2 separate regions of the Oryctolagus cuniculus genome follow, and region 1 is linked to region 2. A link is a contact called in public Hi-C data. All regions are on one chromosome and are shown on one strand. Each heading gives the region's core, a stretch centred on a gene start, on an enhancer-like site or on the middle of the called end of the contact. The rest is flanking DNA. Distances are from core to core; before and after follow the strand shown. Region 1 holds the start of GCG (glucagon). Region 2 overlaps IFIH1 (interferon induced with helicase C domain 1).

What was found. Hi-C and Micro-C count contacts between places; a contact is called where the count stands out from the background.
Region 1: a Hi-C map of embryonic fibroblasts shows a contact between it and region 2, with 4 times the contacts expected there. The contact joins the promoter of GCG here to the enhancer-like site in region 2. A contact is called at or near these places in 5 of 6 Hi-C or Micro-C datasets (ear pinna, embryonic fibroblasts, psoas muscle and 2 more).

What each region holds. Positions count from the first base shown.
Region 1 is chr3:79,546,335-79,551,734 of mOryCun1.1, reverse strand. It overlaps GCG (glucagon), which reads right to left and starts at 2,512. Exons shown (of 6, transcript XM_008258669.4): 1 at 2,382-2,512.
Region 2 is chr3:79,383,474-79,388,425 of mOryCun1.1, reverse strand. All of the region lies in intron 3 of IFIH1 (interferon induced with helicase C domain 1), which reads right to left. Among named protein-coding and RNA genes, the nearest start is that of IFIH1, 27 kb to the right of the region's middle. Within about 2 kb of position 1,870, at least 2 of the 8 cell types and tissues checked have an H3K27ac peak or open chromatin away from gene starts, as enhancers often do.

The DNA of each region.
Region 1 (5,400 bases), core at 1,263-3,762, 160 kb before region 2:
TTAGCAAAAGACATTTGGTTTGGAATAAGCATTTTACAAATATTATCATTTTAAACTATCAATCTTTTCTTTAACATCCTAGCCATATTTACCATCCATCTCTGGCACTAAAACAGAGACTGTAATACCTGCTGCAGTAACTTTATTCTTTGAAATATTAAATCTTGGGGGCCGGCTTTGTGGTGTAGTAGGCTAAGCCTCCTTTGTGGAGCCAGTGCAAATGGGTGCCAGTTCCTGTTGCAGCTGCTCCTCTTTGGATCCAGCTCTCTGCTATGGTCTGAGAAAATAGTTGAAGATAGGCCAAGTGCTTGGGCCTCTGCACTCCGTGGAAGCTCTTGGCTCCTGGCTTCGGATTGGCCCAGCTTCCATTGGCCACTGTGACCACTTTGGGAGTGAACCAGCAGATGGAAGACCCTTCTCTCTGTTTCTCCCTCTCTCCCTGTCTGTAACTCCTTCTCTCAAATAAATAAATAAAATCTTAAAACATTTAAAAAAAATAAATGTTAAATCTCTGCAGATTAAGTGGCCAATTAGACAAAGAAAAACAGTAAGAATTATATATTCACCCTTCTTCCTTCATTAACATTAAATGACCAATTTGGTGTTTTGCTATGCTTGTTTTACCAGCTGGGAAATTTGGGAAACTTTACCAGGGTATTAGGAAGTTTTTCTGATTCTAAATCTCAATTATAATATCTGTGTTTCCAGAACTATTTGCAAATTAAAGCAAACGCTTCTTTTTAGGATTGTACCACTGTTGGAAAGTTTCTCGTAAAAGACTAAAAGCTGTCAGTTTAGTCCTAAATAATTCCTTCCATTCAAAATCTCTAAAGATTTTGCAATATCTTCAATCATGCCCTACAGAGGCATATTTAGAGCAGATTTTACTCTACCATTGTGGGTGCTGATGGAATATGAAACAATCATAAATAAATAAGGGAATGTATAGATCATTAATAAATAACCATAAATAAGGGAATGCTTGAAGTCCTTTAAAACCAATCAAATGAGTTCTATGGAAAGAATGAACTGGCTTAAACATCTCATGTATTTGTTTTTGAGTCTATAGAATTGTGAAAAAAATAGAGTTAACCCATTGCTTGAATTCTATTGCTAAGAAAGCAAAATATTTATGTTATTTTAGTATCAAAATATCATTCAATAAGAAAATACTTTCCAGTTACTTTTACTCTTCTTTTGTAGCCTAAGGAGAGAGTCTGAAATTGTGTACTCCCCCCCATTTCTATTCAAATTTTTCAAAGGCAACTAGAGTAACAGTAGTAATCTCTGCGAGGAGCATCTTTTATAAAGATTAACCCCAGACCTAGGAAAGAAATTTATATTACATCCCTATGTATATTGGCATTGTAGAACACATAATTCCTTTTAAAACTGGCCAACTCTTTTCATAACAGGTCCTCAGTATGTATGGAAAAATACACCATTTAATCACTTACTCCATTGAGGATCTTTGCAAATTTGCTCTTTAAGAGCTTAAATATGTGGGTACTTCAAAACATTTGTGGAAAATGTGTATTATCAAAGTATTCACAAATGTCAAAACTATTCTTGCACCAAAACAAATTTATCTGTAAATTCCATTTTCCATGAACTTTGTGCAGTATCCTCATAGATACTTTAGAACATCTAATTTTTTTTCTAAAAAAAGTACTAAAATTTTTTCCAGTTTATAGTGATTTTAGGTTTTATTTATTATTACTGGTCCTCACTATATATCAAATGATTATTAATACATGGCTTTACTCAGATCCATCCAAAGAAATCCCAAAAACTAGATGGTACTTTTTTCCACACCAAATACGCTATGTCTTATTTATTAAGAGCTTATTTCATGGACTTTGATTTTTTTGATAGACCTCTCAGAAATTCGAATTTTTGAAAGACAGATATTGAATCCACTCTTGGAAAACCAGATATTTTAATTGGTAAAGAGCAATTTCTGTTACAGCCTTTCTAATGGACGCATTTCTGCTGAATTTAGAAGGCGCCTTCTGTTCAAAGTACTATACACATTTATCAAATCTAAGGAAAAATATTTATTTGTCAAAATGTTACAACTTATTTTCAAATTCAGTTTTCATAACAATTAAACCTTATAACAAGTGCCTTCATTTCAATCTTTGTTTTCTATTTTGTATCATTGCGCTGAATTGTTTCTCCGACTCAATTTGCAGCTTCAGTATGTTCAAGTAGATGTAAACACATTTGATACTTTTTCATCTCAATTCTGTTCTATCTATTATTAATAATAAAGTACACAATGAAAGAACACTTTAATTCATAGTATTTGCTCCCTTAACATACTAAACTGTCTCCAAAACAGGATTCACAGTTTTGCGATCATCCAATGTCAGTCTTACCTTCTGAGTACTGGCGTGTGGAACAGAGCAGGTGGAGAGAGAGCAAGCCCTCTGTGGACACTGGATGTGCTCTGTGCCCTGGACTCTGCACTTCTGCAGCAGACCACACTGCTTTATATACTCTCCAGCTCTCCTAGCCCACAGATATTATGCTGACAATATAAATTTCTCAACTGTAAATAATGGGTCTTTGTTACAAATGATTTCACTCGCCCACTCAGTTTGCTCATCTGCATTCTCTGCCCGTATTGGGTGGGACATCAGAGACCCGGAAACTTTTTATTGACTCTTGTGCCTTTTCCTTTTGTTTTTGTTGGGAATGGAAAGGACAGTTTGGAAATTCATTCAGGCATGAAATTCACTTATTATCTGACGTAAATTTTGATGTTGAGGAAAAAAGAACTTGATATTATGTAGTCTGTAGCTAGCCCCATTTTTAGCATGGCCTCATTTGAGAGTCTTTCAGTTTTAATACTTAGATATGATGGATTTATTGAGTTTAATAATTTATTAATTCATCCATTTATTAAAATAGCAAATCATTAATTCTACACATACTTATTAAAAATCCTATCCTCTCCATTGTATGGAATTAATTTGTATTGTTTTTGTGGGGAATTTTAAAGAACGTCAGTTAAAATGTAATGTGGCCCATTGTAATAAATCAAACTTAGAAAGAATATAGCAAGAAGAGTATTAAACATCCAAGATAGGCAATGTTAATAGTCCTATGGGTATTTGAATTCTGACCTGCCTGATAAAGAGAATGAGGCACTAAATTACAAAAGAATGAGATGTGGAGAAAATTGTCAAGATGAGATGCATACTGTCATATTTCCTGAGTTTTGTGACCTTCCATACAGGTCTAGAGGATTTTTTTTTTTTTTTTGACAGGCAGAGTGGACAGTGAGAGAGAGAGACAGAGAGAAAGGTCTCCCTTTGCTGTTGGTTCACCCTCCAATGGCCACCATCACCGGCACACCGCGCTGATCGGATAGCAGGAGCCAGGTGCTTCTCCTGGTCTCCCATGGGGTGCAAGGCCCAAGCACTTGGGCCATCCTCCACTGCAATCCCTGGCCACAGCAGAGAGCTGGCCTGGAAGAGGGGCAACCGGGACAGAATCCGGTGCCCCGACTGGGACTAGAACCCAGTGTGCCGGCGCCGCAGGGCGGAGGATTAGCCTAGTGAGCCACGGCGCCGGCCCAGGTCTAGAGGATTTATAGGATACAATTTTCGTCACTTTGGAGAAATAGAAAAATGTGAACTAATCTGGACAGCTAGCATGAGAACTAATGTCAGCATAATTAAATTTTAGTCTTGCCACTATCAGCAAACTGTGTGACCCTGGTCGAGTCACATACTTTCTCTGTGTCCTTGCCTCCTTATTTGTAGGCTAAAGGGCATGGTTAATGGTCCCTTCCAAGCTAAAAGTAAAAGCATCGCAACATTTTCTAACCAGATTCCTTTGCATGGTATCCCTGGTGACTTTTGTGAAAGTAAATGACAGAGGCAACTGGAGAAACATTCCAAATTCACTTAAGGGTTCGATTTGCGGATCAGACCAACTGTTAGATATATGGCTACTTAAAGGCCATGGAGATCAGTTTGGTGTCAATTTGGGAGACCTTACTGAGGGTCTTTTTTGTCTATTGATGATATGAAAGACTTGCTGTCTAAAGTGTGGTCCAAGGACCAGCATCTGGGACTTTTCTAGAAATGCAGCCCAGAAGTATTGAATCATAGTCTGCATGTTAATGAGATCCCCAGGCAATTCATATAGATATTAAAGTTTGTGAAGTTCATCTGTAGGAAGCAATCACCTCACTTACCTGTTTGCTGGGGTCTTGATCTGAGGATTGCTTCTTGGCACTGCCAGCAGAGGGGGTGAGAGAGCAGAGAAAAGTGTCAAGCCTTAGGTCCTCTTGCAGTCAATAAGGTATAAATAACAATCATGGCTTGAAAGTGAGTGTTGGTTAATGTACGATTAAATTGTTCTCTCCTCTGGCTACAATATTCATAAACATATTATCTGTGTGTATTTTTGCTCACCGTTTTGGCAGATTCAGTTCCAATTTTTTTTCCTTTTGTCTGTTTGACATGTTTCTGTTTGTCTCCATTTCTTTCTCTCCCTCTTAGGACACAACCTGTTTGTGGAGCAGTCCTAAGAAGTGAGCTCTGTGGATGACACATACAAAACCCTGAACACAGTGTTGCCATCTCAGTGAATACGCCATCCCAATATTTCACTCCAAAACCTCCTTCTTCCCCCTTCACCCTACTTGTTTTCTATTATTTAGAAGTGAACATCTCAAGTTTTTCCATAAATTTCCTCTCACTTCCTCTAGCCAATCAATCAGGTTACTGGGGACTCACATCCTCACAATGCTAAGCACTTTGAGTATGCATTTGTATCACAAATCCTTCTCACACTGCTCTCCCGCCTCAGAAGGGCAAGTCAGGCTTGTTCATAATCAGGCACTGTATTGTCAGAAAATAAGACAAAAATCAAGTACAATTTGTTCCTCCAGGTCTTTGCACAATGCTTCCCCAACACCAATTTCTGCTTGGCCTTCAATTCCTCTCACTGCCATTAGTTAGTTGAGGCAGAGATGTGAGGCAGAGAAAGTGGTAGCCCTGTATTTGTACGACCAATGTTTAAAAGGTTGTATGGAGGCAGGGAAATACTGGGAGTGTTGATTAGAGTTCCTCCATCAGGTAGCAATGACTGGTAGTTGTCAATGGGTCTGACCCCACAGTGGTTATGACATACCTCCTGCAAGGTCATTGTGTCTTGACATAAGAAATAGAAGACATTTACTACATGAAGTAGGATGGAAAATTTTCCATTAATTTTTTTGAAGCAAATAAGTTATTTGATCAAGGGTTTCTTGCCTTTTTATAAAGCTCAGGACCAGGGACAACTTTGATGGGTGTGACCTGTGAGGCTGCATGGGGCTGCAGGTGTAGAAGGACACTGAGCTTGCTTTAGTGCTTACCTTTTAACACATTCAAATACTTA
Region 2 (4,952 bases), core at 621-3,120:
TTACGAATTTATATAAATATAAATATATATATATATATTTGCTTTCATGGGAATGGAAGTACTGAAGGAAATAAATTTAATAATAAAATAAAATATAGTGTATTTCCCATAACACCAAGAATGCCTTCCCTAAAGGTTTTCTTTCTATATGCACTTTAAAAAAAAATCATATTATAGTCATACACCCTAAAAAGCAAGTTCAAGAAAGTGCTTATGTGACACCAGAAAATAAACCAACCTATATAGTTTACATGTGAAAAAATTTCTACAATTGATTTATTTAGGATTATCTTATTTTGTTCTTTGTACTTCTCAAAGTACGTCACTCTGGACTTGTCATATAAATCAGATTATGCATGTGTGATATTAGAGTAGAAAATATAAAACAAAATCAATGGAGCAGGGTGCTGCCATAAAAAACAGTGTGGACTCTAAAGGATTGGTCTCTGGATTGGAACTCAGCCACTGTGAACAAATGACCAAACCTTTAAAAATAAAATGTAAACTGTAGTTCTAGTTTCTAATTTACTTAAGGATGATTTTGTTAGAGAAAAGAAAAGAATCTTGAAAAGAAACAAACATTAAATTCCATATAGCTGCTGCATAAAGGGCTTTGCATATCAGAATTACGTTGTGTAATAGGTTAGTTAACTTTTATATAAGGTGCCATTTCCCCTAGGGAAAATATTAAAGCTAGCTATAAAACAAATTAGAAAATGATGCTAATCCTTGTTAAAGAAAAGTGGTTATTCATATCAAACACTATTGGCGTGAAAGAAAATTATACCCATCCAGTTAAAAGATGGAATTTTCTGTGATAGCTTTGTAAACAACACAAAAAAGAACAGCTTTGCTTACAACAACTCTGAGTGTCTACGACCAGTCCATAAGCCATGGGAAAAAAACGGCCTCATTCTGTAATCACAGATTGAATATTTTGCTAATATGGCAGAAATATGAACTAGGATCCAAGAAATTTCATATTTAACATACCCTAGACCTTAAATACTTTGAATTTATTTTTATATCATTTAGAAACCAAAAATACTGAAATTTAAACAATTTTTCAAATTAAAAAAAAAACCTTAGTTGCAGGCCTTTCAGATCTATTTTAATGTAAAGTCTGCCCTCTACTGGAAAATGTTATTTTCACAAGTAGTGGACAACTACATTGTTTACTCAGAGCTAAGCTTTATTAGGTAAAATACAAACTGTGCTTCTATTCCTACCAGGTGAGGGTGACGTCTCTCCTACTTTGAGCCCCAAAACCACTCCACTTCCTTTCCCCTTGCCTCAGTCTGTCACAGGTTCTCTTTGCTGACAAGTGTTTTGTGTTCCAGCAGGAAATAAGGAAAAGGAAAGGGCCTTTGTGTGTGCTGAACAAGAAGAGCACCAACAGCTTGGCTCTCTCAGGAAGACTTGAGATGGTCGAATTCCACTGCCCATGCTAACGTTACGTTTATGCGACTTCGGATCTTGCTCGGCATTTAGCCTCACCTCCTTAGCCCTCCCCCACTTCCCTCCAGTTTCAACCCGAAACATCAAACAAAGATCTCCCCGAAAGCTCATATCACGTGTGCACAACGACTGTGTGGACTTCTTCTGTGTGCTCGCGTTCATACTACTAATAAGTGTTTCCTTTTCTTTTGAAATAACTTATTCTCAATCCTTCTTGAGAGGAAATAGATCACTTTTATCTTCAGCTCTATGTATATCACTCTACACATACACTCGCTCACATTTTGGTCTGTCAGATTCTGTTCTCTGTGCCAAGGAACATGTGTTCCTGCAGAATGGAGAGAAGCCACCTCCACCCACCTTGCATATTCTCTCCTGGATCCAAGCTTCTAGGAAATGAGTTCCCCAAAGAGAAAAATCAGACTCCTAGAGCCACAGGCCCACATGGCTATCCAAGGCGCTCCTCTGCTCCTGTTTATAGCATTTCTACTGCTGAAATGCTTCAATCAGAATTAAATTTGAATTGCATTTAAAGATAGCATCAGCTGTGTCATCCATCCCCTTTAGCCTTCGGACTTGAGTCCTAATGCAGCAGGATTGTTAATAAGCAGCGCCCCTCCGTATGACCTATCCATTTACTGCCAGTCAGTCATGGAGCAGCATGCCCTAGAGTCCAATCAATCATGAACGATGAGCTGGATACCCACGCGAGAAGTCAGTCTTGGGAATAACAAAGTGTAGGGATGGCAAGGTGGAAGGCAATTTGGAAATCTTATAGACACCTGCTGAGAAAGGCAACAGGAATAAGCAGACAAGAAGAAAGGACAGGAAGAGGGATGTTCATGGGGGTTCATCTACGTGAAGGAGAAAAGCCATGACTGAAGAGTGTCTATTTCTGTGGTGTAGATATTCCCACCACGGCCAGTTTCACGCGATCAGTGTCCTGTCAGAATTCTCCTCTAATTAAGAACTTTGCTAGAAACATCGTCTGAGATGATCACGCATGCTCTGTGCTGGTATTTCATGATCACCAGTGAGTGGTGAACTTGTATTTGTGTGTGTGTGTGCCATGGGAAAAGCAGTGGAAAAACGACAGAGAAACCCATGGACTCCCATTGAGTTTAGAGAGCTTCTCTCTCATCACCCTTCGCAAGTGCTCCCCTCTCAAACTGCTCCCCTATCTTTTCAATGCATTTACTCATGACGGTTCTGCAACTGAAAATGTTTCCTGCCACATGGACTTAGAAAATCCCACAAAAGACCTTCAAGGCTCAGAGAAAATACATTGTATTTCTCCCCTAAGAAGTTTTCTAAGATTAATCTCCTTTTTTTTTTTTTTTTTTTTTTGACAGGCAGAGTGGACAGTGAGAAAGAGAGAGACAGAGAGAAAGGTCTTCCTTTGCCATTGGTTCACCCTCCACTGGCTGCCAAGGCTGGCACGCTGCGGCCGGCGCACCGCGCTGATCTGAAGCCAGGAGCCAGGTACTTCTCCTGGCACTCCCATGGGGTGCAGGGCCCAAGCACTTGGGCCATCCTCCACTGCACTCCCTGGCCACAGCATGAGCTGGCCTGGAAGAGGGGCAACCGGGACAGAATCCGGCGCCCCAACCAGGACTAGAACCCCGTGTGCCGGCGCCGCTAGGTAGAGGATTAGCCTATTGAGCCATGGCGCCGGCCCTCCCTTCTTTCACAAACCTTCTCACCCCTTACCATGTAGGGCTCATGATTCTTTTGCTATGGGTAGGTTACTGTTTCTCCTTATGAGTATGTCACTGGCTTTTGTGAGCTGGGTATAAATGTCCTTAGGGTAAACCCAATGCCTCAGTGTTTAGTTCCCTCAATAACATAATCTGACCATCCTCTTCCTGCCTGTTATTCTGGCTTACAGTCCAAATTAAAAAGGAAATCATTGCTTTTGTGAAAACTTTGTTTAAAAAGCTTTAAGTGTGTAGCCATAATTGGACATCATGAGAATAAATACAGCATGTATTAACTGCAATCTAGGAAGATTTCTTTCTGCCAATATATGTATATCCTCATTCCTAAGATAAGAACCACAGCCTTTCTGAAAATATTTCTCAATTGTAAGTCCTATAATTGACACAGATAGTTCACGGTAAGTTGAAATAAAACACAAACTTATAAAATCTTTGAGCAAGCACCAGTATCATCAGCATCAATCTCTCTCTGTGTCCCTCCCTCTCTCTGCCTCTCTCTTTCCCCCGTCAACTCAGGTTAATATCTGCCTTTTATATTGCCTCAGTAATACTGCTAGTTCTCAATAATTAATGATACCCAGATTCAGAAATATACAGAAATAAAGAACTCTCTTAAATCCTGAAGCAGGATAGGGATTCTGATACTATATTATTGTACATTAATGTGGCAATTATCCTTTCTATTTAAGTCTGAAATGCCATGGTATTTATTTCTAAAGATTCTAAAAATCTCTTATTTCTACAGGTTAATGCTATAAATAATTATTCTTGTCCTCAAGTGGAAATATAAATTTTGTGACATTTTTACAGAAATTAGTATAGGCCAAATCTATGATTGGACTTTGATCTATAAAAAAAGCAAAACAAAACAACAACAACAAAAAAGTGCTATAACAGATTGGGCCAGGGAGAAAGAGGCTGTTTTATAAAGGTCAATTTTTAAACCCCTCCTACAGAACATGATCTATGCAAAATATATCCACAATATATTCCAAAGCATAATGTCACCGGATAAACCTAAGGAGTTGAACATATGGGGGAATATGAGAAAGAAGGTATTAAAGTCTGAAAACAAGCAGGTTGGTAAGCTCATTAGCTGGGGTGGAATTTTAAAATCTTCACGTGAATGAATATATAAATCAAAATATACACATGCATTCATAGTCATGCGCACTGAATATTCACACACACCACATTTCTACAGTTACATTATAATCTTCCACATTGGAACAGTGAAATTCCAGTCTCTTTATAAATGTACAAGCGCCCTCTGCTGGCCAATTTGGGGTATCTGCGTTTTCTAGTTTCACAACAGGGCACTCTAACAGTGTTTGGAGGATTTTCTATTCAATCCTGTATGAAAGTAAGTTTATTCCAAATAAAATGAATTGTACTTATTTAAATACAATCTACATTATGTTACTATAGAGACTTACTTTTAAAATCGTAAAATAAAAATGCTAGTGTAAACTGACTACTCATTTGTTTTGACAAGCAACAATAGCAGACAATTAAACATGATAGTATAACCAATTTTGCTGTAAGATTATAGAATTAAGGTGTCTACATAACTGTTCACTTGATGTAAATAAAATATTTTAATATAAGAAAATGATTGTGAGTTTTATGTTACTCTGGCATTTTTTAGGGAAGTGTTAGTCCAAAAAACACCACTGATTTGTGTGTCGTCTTGTGATCAGATGAGAAGTGAGTTACAAGGCAACAGCATATAACATCCAGCATTAAAGAAAGTGTAGTAGCCTGAGAACTCTTCAA